Regions from separate parts of the Zea mays genome. Here region 2 is linked to region 1. A link is a contact called in public Hi-C data. All regions are on one chromosome and are shown on one strand. Each heading gives the region's core, a stretch centred on a gene start, on an enhancer-like site or on the middle of the called end of the contact. The rest is flanking DNA. Distances are from core to core; before and after follow the strand shown.

Region 1 (4,470 bases), core at 655-3,154:
TATACTATTGCATCACCTGTTCGAAATGACAGTGCAGTCACAGCACCACGAATCTGGTGGTTGAAAGACATCAATTCTTCATCATATCTTACATTATGAACATGAACTGACCCATCAGAACATCCGACAGCAACTACATCCAGGGCAGGAGAAGAGACACAACACCGAACAGGTGAGTTCCAACCATTGAAATCATACAGTTTCTTTTTTGTGCTGATATTCCACAGCTGCAAGGAGCCTTCTTCGCTACCAACAATTACCTGATACAGAAACAGATTTGTTAAAAGAAAAGAAACATAATGCAGACAAGGTTCGAAACGAATACTATTTCCAAAGCAAAACTTCAGACAGCTTCAAGCACCTTATTCAGATAAGTATCAGGATGCATGATACATGTTGGGGTGAACTTGTCTCCCAATGATATGCTTCCAACTGGTTCAGTGTTTGGTTCTGCTCCTCTGAAGGCCCACATGAATACATTACCTTTAGCATCTGCGCTTAGAACATATTCTCCAAATAGGTATAGCATGTTGACCTTTTCTTCATGTCTACTCCAAGTAGCCACCTGATTGAAAGAGAATGTGGGAGGCATGAATTTATAGGGTGTTTGGTTTGAGGAATGAGCTAGTCCATCATCTTCTCACTCCTCACTATTTTTGTTTGGTTTGTGGAATGGAATGAGTTGATCCATCACCATCTCATTCCTCATAGTTAGTTAGTTAGTACTAATATATGAGGAATGGGGTCATCCCACCAAATTTGAGGAATGAACTCATGATGCACCACCTCAATTTGGATGTAGTGATTCCTTAAACCAAACACCCCCTTAAGGTTTGTCCACGTAGCAGTTGATGAGCATTTATGGTGAGGTACCATTTGTAAGCTCATAGATGACCAGCATTGTCCCAATTGCCAAAGTTCTAATTTCACATAATAATAGCACATCTTAACTACTTTATAATCATTAAAAAAAGAACAAGGCTTCTAGCCTTCTAGTAAAGAAGAACGAGTTTGGACAGCCAAGGGAGCAGTATAACTTATGTGGACAGATAGCAAAAGTTTAGGTAATGGAAGCACAGCAATTTCCGTACCTGGTCAGTCCTTTTGAAAACTGCAATATCACTTCCATAAGCAGCAAATGTATAATCCTTGTAGGATGCAATAGCACGGATCTTCTTGGGCAATTGGGGTCCTTTGATAACATAAGAAACTCATAAACGACAAAAAAAAACAGGAACATTAAAAAGTACACATGAACTGAAATAACAGGCTTACCAGCAAGAACCAAATTCAGCTTAGCACACTGCAGAACAAACGGGCATAGCAAGATGAGTATTGCAAGCTTCTAGAATAAAATTCGGTTGCAGAGGAGGAATGTAACAGGAACAGAGGAGAGTAAGGCTCGATGACAATCACGAGCTCGATTGACTACATTTACCCCCTACTAGGACCAACCAGTAAATAAACAATGAACTCCAGACTAGCCCCAAACAGATTCTAGTGATTTTATATATTCACTTGCTCACGCTATTCACGATACTGAATTCCTCCAGAGCAGACCGCGCCACCTCGACGCACGAATCCTTGTCGATTTTTTTTTCAAACGGCGGAACAGACGGGGGCGTACTGTAGGATGGCGACTTACGTTATAGACTTGGAAAGCCTTGCCGACGCTGACGGTGACGAAGGTCTCGGTGCTGAGGCGCTGCACGGAGAAGGGCACGCCGCTCGCCGTGATGTAGCCGATCGCACGGAACGGCTCGAAGATCCCCATCCTCTCTCCCTCTTCTATCTGGTCGTGGAGCCCCCTCCGGCGGCGGGGTTGCGGCCACTCCTGTCGCCGCTGGTTTTTCTAGGGTTTAACAACAGGCGCGCCGTCGGCGAGGGTTTTAGTTTGGGTTTGGCTGGCAGAGCGGCGGCGGCAGGCGGGAGTCGGGGGGCTCGTTTTCCGGGTAGGTCAGTTTGGTTGGGGTTGGGCGTGTGGACGTGTGGTGAGGTGGGCTGGTTTCGGGAGGCAGCTGTCGAACCGGGTCGGGCCGAGCCCAAACATGTTTTTACTTCCACTTTTCGGTGTTTTTTTTCCTAGACACTTTTTATCTAGTTACATCTACATCTACTAGTTTATGGCGCGCGCCCTTGCTCGCGTGCCAATCCGTGGTGTAAACTCTTATTATAAACATGTATAATTTGATGTTGTGTGATGAACATGTATATATAGAGTACTCGTTATTGAGGACATGAGAACATCAGTATCATATCAAATTTAGCAAACTATGTTTTCTTAGCAGTGGTTACCAATGGAATTGTAGCATTTATATCAACTAGAGACTGAACTGAGATTACAATACATATTAAGTAGCATTAAAGTAGAGTGCACCAAGAGCTTAAGCACTGGTGCTAGACTTAGCACATTTATTAAGATTTCAGAGTGGAATGAACTTAACTTCAGTTCATCCTAACAAACATGTCCTAATCGTTCCTTCTTTAGTTCCTCAACTACTCCTTTAAAGGCATAAAATACTCAGGTGCACTTTGATCAGTAGTGATTACATCAAGATTTGCTCTCAACATATGGATATTTTGATTTCTCAATTATTTTCAAATGCCCAACATCTGTAGGTAACTTTTTTGGGTTTAGGATATTTTGATTTTTCAATTTTTACTATAGAACCTAGTGAAGGGACCAATGGTAGCATCATACAAATCCATGTACATGGAGATAGAATATATCTGTTAGAAGCTCATTCTCGTAGAATTGTAGACAAATTTCATTACAACGCATATGGAACTGCAACAACCAAAACTCCACATACATCAGGACATGCATTTTGATACATATGATTGTCCAAATAACGATTGATACAATTCAAGAACCACAAGCAACAAAGAAATAACACACTTCTTTAGTGGGTTAACATGAGACTAGCATTTACACTGTCATGCACTCGAAAACTCAATGTCTAGGAAACAAATTAAAAATGTGGTCCTAGATTTAGGATTTCATTCTTTAAGGTACTCCAGTAAAGCAGGATAATCATTATGATCCACCACAATAAGAACATCCTTATGGTTATGTCAGAACACAGAGCAATAAGTTTAACGGAATCATCCAGAGTTAAAGTACACCAACCATGTATATCACTATTACCATTGCAGTATATGTCCCAGATGCAAAAAAATAAACATAGTGAGAATTGCATGGTAAATGGTGCCAAGAGCAGAAATACTTAGTTACCTTGGCTGCAGCTCTGATCATCGTGGGCCCACCAATATCAATATTTTCAATGCCATCCTCAAAAGACATGTTACCAGAGGTGACTTTGTCATAAAAGGGATACAAATTCACCACAACCACATCAAATGTCCTTGTGCCCCAAGAAAAGAGTTTTTAGTTCATATACAGTTTGTTGACCTACAAAGTTAGCGAAAGATTGAACCTTGTTGTGTGACAATTAAAATTCATAAGCAATGTTAAATGGTGGATTAATAAATTTCACCAATTCCATGATCTTTTAGTGCCTTCAGATGATGCTCCTGGTCTCTCCTGGCAAGAATATCACCACGTATACTTGGGACATATTCTCTTATCACCTATTACATAAGATGTAATTAGAACAAAAAATATTTTTTTGTACCTCTATAAAATCATTTTCAAATGATGACTCCCTCCGTAGTCTCTGTCTCATTAAGTCATATATGTACAACTGACAGTGTACATCATGTATAGCATACATGATGGCAAGTAAGCAATAAATAAAAGGGTCAAACAAAAAATAAAAATTATCAAATACAAAACACAACGAGATTTTTTTTTTCAAAATTAGGGTTTATATGTGCAATAGCTAATCATTTCATCAATAAGTGGCCTCGACCTCCAACCTGCACAATAAAGAAAAGGAGCGAAAAAATCATATGTAAAAACAAACATAACATAAAAGAAATTTAGTAGGGTTTATGTGCGCGATATTTGATCATTTCATCAGGAAATAGCATGGACCTCCAGTCTACATTTTGATATATTCTCTCCATCTGTCGAACATTGAAGCCTGGTATTATTGACCCTAATTTACAAAAACTTGTCCTGTGTCAAAAAAGATAAAGTGCTTATATGTGCAAACGAAAGATAAAAAAACAACATTTCATTTAAAACATTTCTAAGCTTCGAGAAAGACGAAGGAAGGAAAGGCGCACAGTTTCAGAAATATTACACAAAGAGCAAGAATGTTATTTTAGGACATTAAAATAAACATGTACTTTATTGCTAAAAGTTTTTCTCCTAGAGTGAATATGGTGCCGAAGCATCAGGGATGTTCAGGTGGATGAAGATTTATAAACTTTCTTACCCCTTGAAAGCATTAGGTAGTTTGTTTGGCCCCTATTGCATTGTAGCTTGGCAAGAGTTTGGTATGAACCCATAGTGCGCATCTTGTTCAGTTTATTATTTAATCTATACCTCCTTATTGTTGTATT
Region 2 (4,470 bases), core at 654-3,153, 170 kb after region 1:
AAATGATGACAGAACTATCAAATACTGAAGATATTGACTTAACAGCAAAAATACAATAGGATGATAAGCAGTACTTATCCTCTTTTATTGGTGTGATGTTAACTACGACACAACTGGACATGTCACCCAAGAAGCATGTCAACATCAAAATAGGCAGAATAATACCTAAGTTAAAAATAAATGATGGACTGTAATCCTCATCTCCTCATGAGAAAGGGAAGCAAAGCAGAAAGTAGCAATACTAAAGTAACTAATAAAATGTGCATATCATGGGACAAGAGCCATACAAAATCTTCATACGGACTACTCTGCTGGTTCACAAAATCTTCATATGGACTACTCTGCTGGTTCACAAAAATCTTCATACGGACTACTCTGCTGATTCCTGTAAGGATAATGAGCATAGTATGGCTCTGCAAGGGAAGCATAAACCAATCACCATAATGCTAATCCTATTGTAAGAAACAAATCCTGAGCAAAGACATGGCCAGAATCCAGCCAATATCATTACCAACATGAGGCAGCCAATAATGCAAGCACCCACCCAACAGAGGACAAACTGCTTTTAAACTCTGCAGGCACCTTCAGACAGGCACTGTGCACTAATAATTACCTTACATGACACTGTTGAATGGACCACAAGATCTCTGGTCCATGTGCGTCTGTTCTACGACTACGATTCCTTCCAAGTTCAGCGGATGCGGTTGAAAACAAAACTATTTTCTACCTGCTACAATAATGCAAATCCACGGAAAGTTCGTTATCGAGTTATCCTACTAGGGAAGCAAGGACCACAGGTGCAGCAAGCAACGTATCTGCTGCCTGCAGTAACTTATCCTATCCCCACAGGCCACAAGATGGTCACAGCACAGGCCACAGGATGGTCACAGCAAGGACTTATACCGGGACCTCTTGAGAACAGAGCACTGCCATTAGATCTGTATATATGAACACATCCAGCCCCACCACAAATATCTCACAAAAAAATCTAGTAGGGACGAGAAACAGTTTAGTTACCGCAATAAGGACACACGCAGCTAAAAACTATAAGATGCGCTGTGTTAAGCGGGAGCATCCGTAGTTTATTGTTGGATCTGACTGTGCAGGCACACGGCAGGAAAAATCCATGCAACAAACTAACAAACATGGGACACCATCTGATCGAGAGCACAGTTTTAGACTGAATTGCCTTAATCCATAAAACAAACTAACAAACAAGGAACACTAGCTGATCGAGAGCACAGTTTTAAACTGAACCGCCTAAAGAATTAAGAAACGCCTGAAATTCTATTCGCGCGCCTGGTGGACTCTGCACTGCAAACTGATATGAGCCATAATCGAGTAAGTAAAACTTATTAGGTTCCCGCCGCAAGCAAACAAAACAATAAAAACTGCAGAACGACCACCCACCCAACACCGAAGCAAAGCAGTCGAGCTTCTCAACCACTAAACAGCCAGAACCACAAGATCTACGATCAAGCGCCCTCGGATCCACAAAAATCCGAAAACACGAACAGCGGCATGGGCGCACAGCCTCACCTTCGGAGATGGCGTTCTGGATCTCGGCGTACTTGACGACGACGTTGTGCTCGTTGAGCCCCTCCTCCTCCTCGATGAGGTACTCGCTGGCGCCGGCGCCGGCGCCGCTCTTCCCGGCGGAGCCGTCTCCGCGGCGCGGCTCGGGGGAGAGCTTCACCTTGGAGACCAGCACCCACTGCAGCACCGCGAACGCGATGCCTACCACGGCCGCGACGGGCACCACCACCTGCGTGCCCAGCTCGGGCAGGAACGCCGACGAGGCCATTGCCCCCCGTGGAGGGATCCGGGGCGCGCGCTACGGGTTCGCTGCTCCCCAACTTTACGCGGATAATTTCGTGTGGAGTTCGTTCGAGCGCACGGCGGAGGGAGCAGAGCGGAGAGGAGAGGATGACACCGGCAGCCGCCATTTTATAGGAGAGGCGAGGCCACTGGATTCTCTGGAAGAGGGAGTGTAGGTAGGTGATGAGGTTGATGAGAAGGGTGTTTTGGTAATTTTCAGACGTTTTGGTAATTCTTTTCTTGTTTACCGTTTTCTTGTGAATTTCGGTGCTGGTTTTCAGTTCGATTTTTTTGTACAGTATACTATATATGAAATTGATGCCACCATGAATGGATGCGGATAGATGACTAAAATACTTTTTTAGTGTTGCAATGTTGTGCAATTAGAAATTGGGAATGATTGTGTTGAGTGAACGGTCTATGCTTAAAGGGGTGTTTGTTTAAGTTTATAATCTAAACAGATTATATAATCTAATAAATTTTGAACAACAAATTATATAACCCAAACAAACACCTCCTAAATATAACTGTATAATCACAACTGTGAGAAATGTCTTCTTAAATTTGTAAATTTGAAATGTTTCTAAGTAAGGCGGTGTGTAAATGTTACACCCCATCTCTGTCCATCTACAGCGTTCCCGGATAAGTTTGGATAGAAAGTGGGTAAACATTCTAAATTAATCTTCCATTACGGCAAAAGTGCCCATGCTTTTTTTATTTTCTCCAAATTTAATTGAGGGATCTCATTTCAATTGTCTTTAATGAGAGATGTTACACGAAATTTTAAAATCATCGTGTTTGTTCTTCACTCTCGAGCTTTTGACACGTATATAGATATTATGACTAGCAGATCGCGCATATGACTATGCAAAAATAAACAGACTCGCCTTTAAATGGCTAACATCTTGATCCAAATTTTCTGTGTGGGCTCCAACTGCCACAAATATATGCATATATATGGTCCAAGCCTAAAATGTGAAGCAAGCAAATCACAAATCGTGTGGTTGCCCCCTTCATCATCTTCTGGACCCCGGGTGGTCCCTGGACCGATGAGTAAATTGTCGCTGCGTGTCCCAGCCCAGATGGGTCGGCGCGAGACGGGACACAAAGAGGGAGAACAGTAAGGGGAAACCGTGGCCTTCGTGTTGTTCTGCGCCCAGGGCGGATGGATGCGCTTGCGGTAGGGGGTTACAAGCGTTCGCGTGGGAGAGAGAGAGCGAGAGCCTTATGCGCCGGCCTGTTCTCCCGCGCGGCCAACCTTCTCGTACGAGAGCCCTGGACCTTCCTTTTATAGGCGTAAGGAGAGGGTCCAGGTGTACAATTGGGGGTGTAGCAGTGTGCTAACGTGTCTAGCAGAGAGGAGCTAGAGCCCTAAGTCCATGTCGTCGTGGCAGTCGGAGAGGTTTTGGCACCCTGTTCATGTGATGTCGTGGCCGTCGGAGGAGAGCTGGAGCCCTGCGGAAGGACAGCTGTCGGGGCTGTCGAATCTTTGCTGACGTCTCCTTGCTTCCGTAAGGGGCTGAGAGCCGCCGTCGTCATGGACCACGCGGAGCGCCATCATTATTTGTTTACTGGGGCGAGCCAGATGGGACGCCGGTCTTGTTCCCCGTAGCCTGAGCTAGCTAGGGGCAGGGTAATGATGGCCCCCCTGGCGACATGGCCGGTCCGGACCCGAGTTTGGGCGAGGTGGCGATTTCTTCGAGGTCGAGGTTGAGTCCGAGCCCTAGGGTCGGGCGAGGTGGAGTCCATCGTCTTCCGGAGCCGAGGCTGAGTCCGAGCCCTGGGGTCGGGCGAGGCGGAGTTCGTCGTCTTCCGGAGCCGAGGCTGAGTCCGAGCCCTGGGTCGGGCGAGGCGGAGTTCGTCGTCTTCTGGAGCCGAGGCTGAGTCCGAGCCCTGGGTCGGGCGAGGCAGACCGTCTTCCGAGGCCGAGGCTGAGTCCGAGCCTTGGGGTCGGGCGAGGCGGAGTCCGTCGTCCAGCGTCGAGGTTGAGCCCGAGCGCTGGGGTCGGGCGAGGCGGAGCTTCCTATGGCGCCCGAGGCTGGACTTAGCTGCTGTCAACCTCACTCTGTCGAGTGTCACAGCAGTCGGAGCGACACAGGCGGCGTTGTTTTCTTGTCAGGTCGGTCAGTAGAGCGGCGAAGTGACTGCGGTCACTTCGGCTCTGTCAACTGAAGAGCGCGCGTCAGGAAAAGGTGTCTGGCGATCCTTGCATTAAATGCTCCTGTGATACGGTCGGTTGGCGTGGCGATCTGGCCAAGGTTTCTTCTCTGCGAAGACTGGGCCTCGGGCGAGCCGAAGGTGTGTCTGTTGCTTGAGGGGGCCCTCGGGCGAGACGTGAATCCTCTAGGGTCGGCTGCCTTTGCCCGAGGCTGGGCTCGGGCGAGGCGAGATCGTGTCCCTTGAGTGGACTGAGCCTTGACCTTAATCGCGCCCATCAGGCCTTTGCAGCTTTGTGCTGATGGGGGTTACCAGCTGAGATTAGGAGTCTTGGGGGTACCCCTAATTATGGTCCCCGACAGTAGCCCCCGAGCCTCGAAGGGAGTGTTAATACTCGCTTGGAGGCTTTTGTCGCACTTTTTTGCAAGGGGACCGGCCTTTCTCGGTTGCATTTCGTTCCGGTGGGTGCACGCGAGCGCACCCGCCGGGTGTAGC

The links. Hi-C and Micro-C count contacts between places; a contact is called where the count stands out from the background.
Region 2: a Hi-C map of ear shows a contact between it and region 1, with 2.5 times the contacts expected there. The contact joins the promoter of LOC100280334 here to the promoter of LOC100280230 in region 1. A contact is called at or near these places in 3 of 25 Hi-C or Micro-C datasets (bundle sheath, ear and leaf).

Annotation. Positions count from the first base shown.
Region 1 is chr9:99,342,180-99,346,649 of Zm-B73-REFERENCE-NAM-5.0, forward strand. LOC100280230 (transducin family protein / WD-40 repeat family protein) reads right to left here and starts at 1,905. Exons shown (of 19, transcript NM_001352155.1): 1 at 1,646-1,905; 2 at 1,276-1,303; 3 at 1,092-1,192; 4 at 362-565; 5 at 17-260. The coding sequence starts at 1,774.
Region 2 is chr9:99,509,826-99,514,295 of Zm-B73-REFERENCE-NAM-5.0, forward strand. It overlaps LOC100280334 (vacuolar-type H+-pyrophosphatase5), which reads right to left and starts at 1,904. Exons shown (of 8, transcript NM_001153260.1): 1 at 1,540-1,904. The coding sequence starts at 1,804.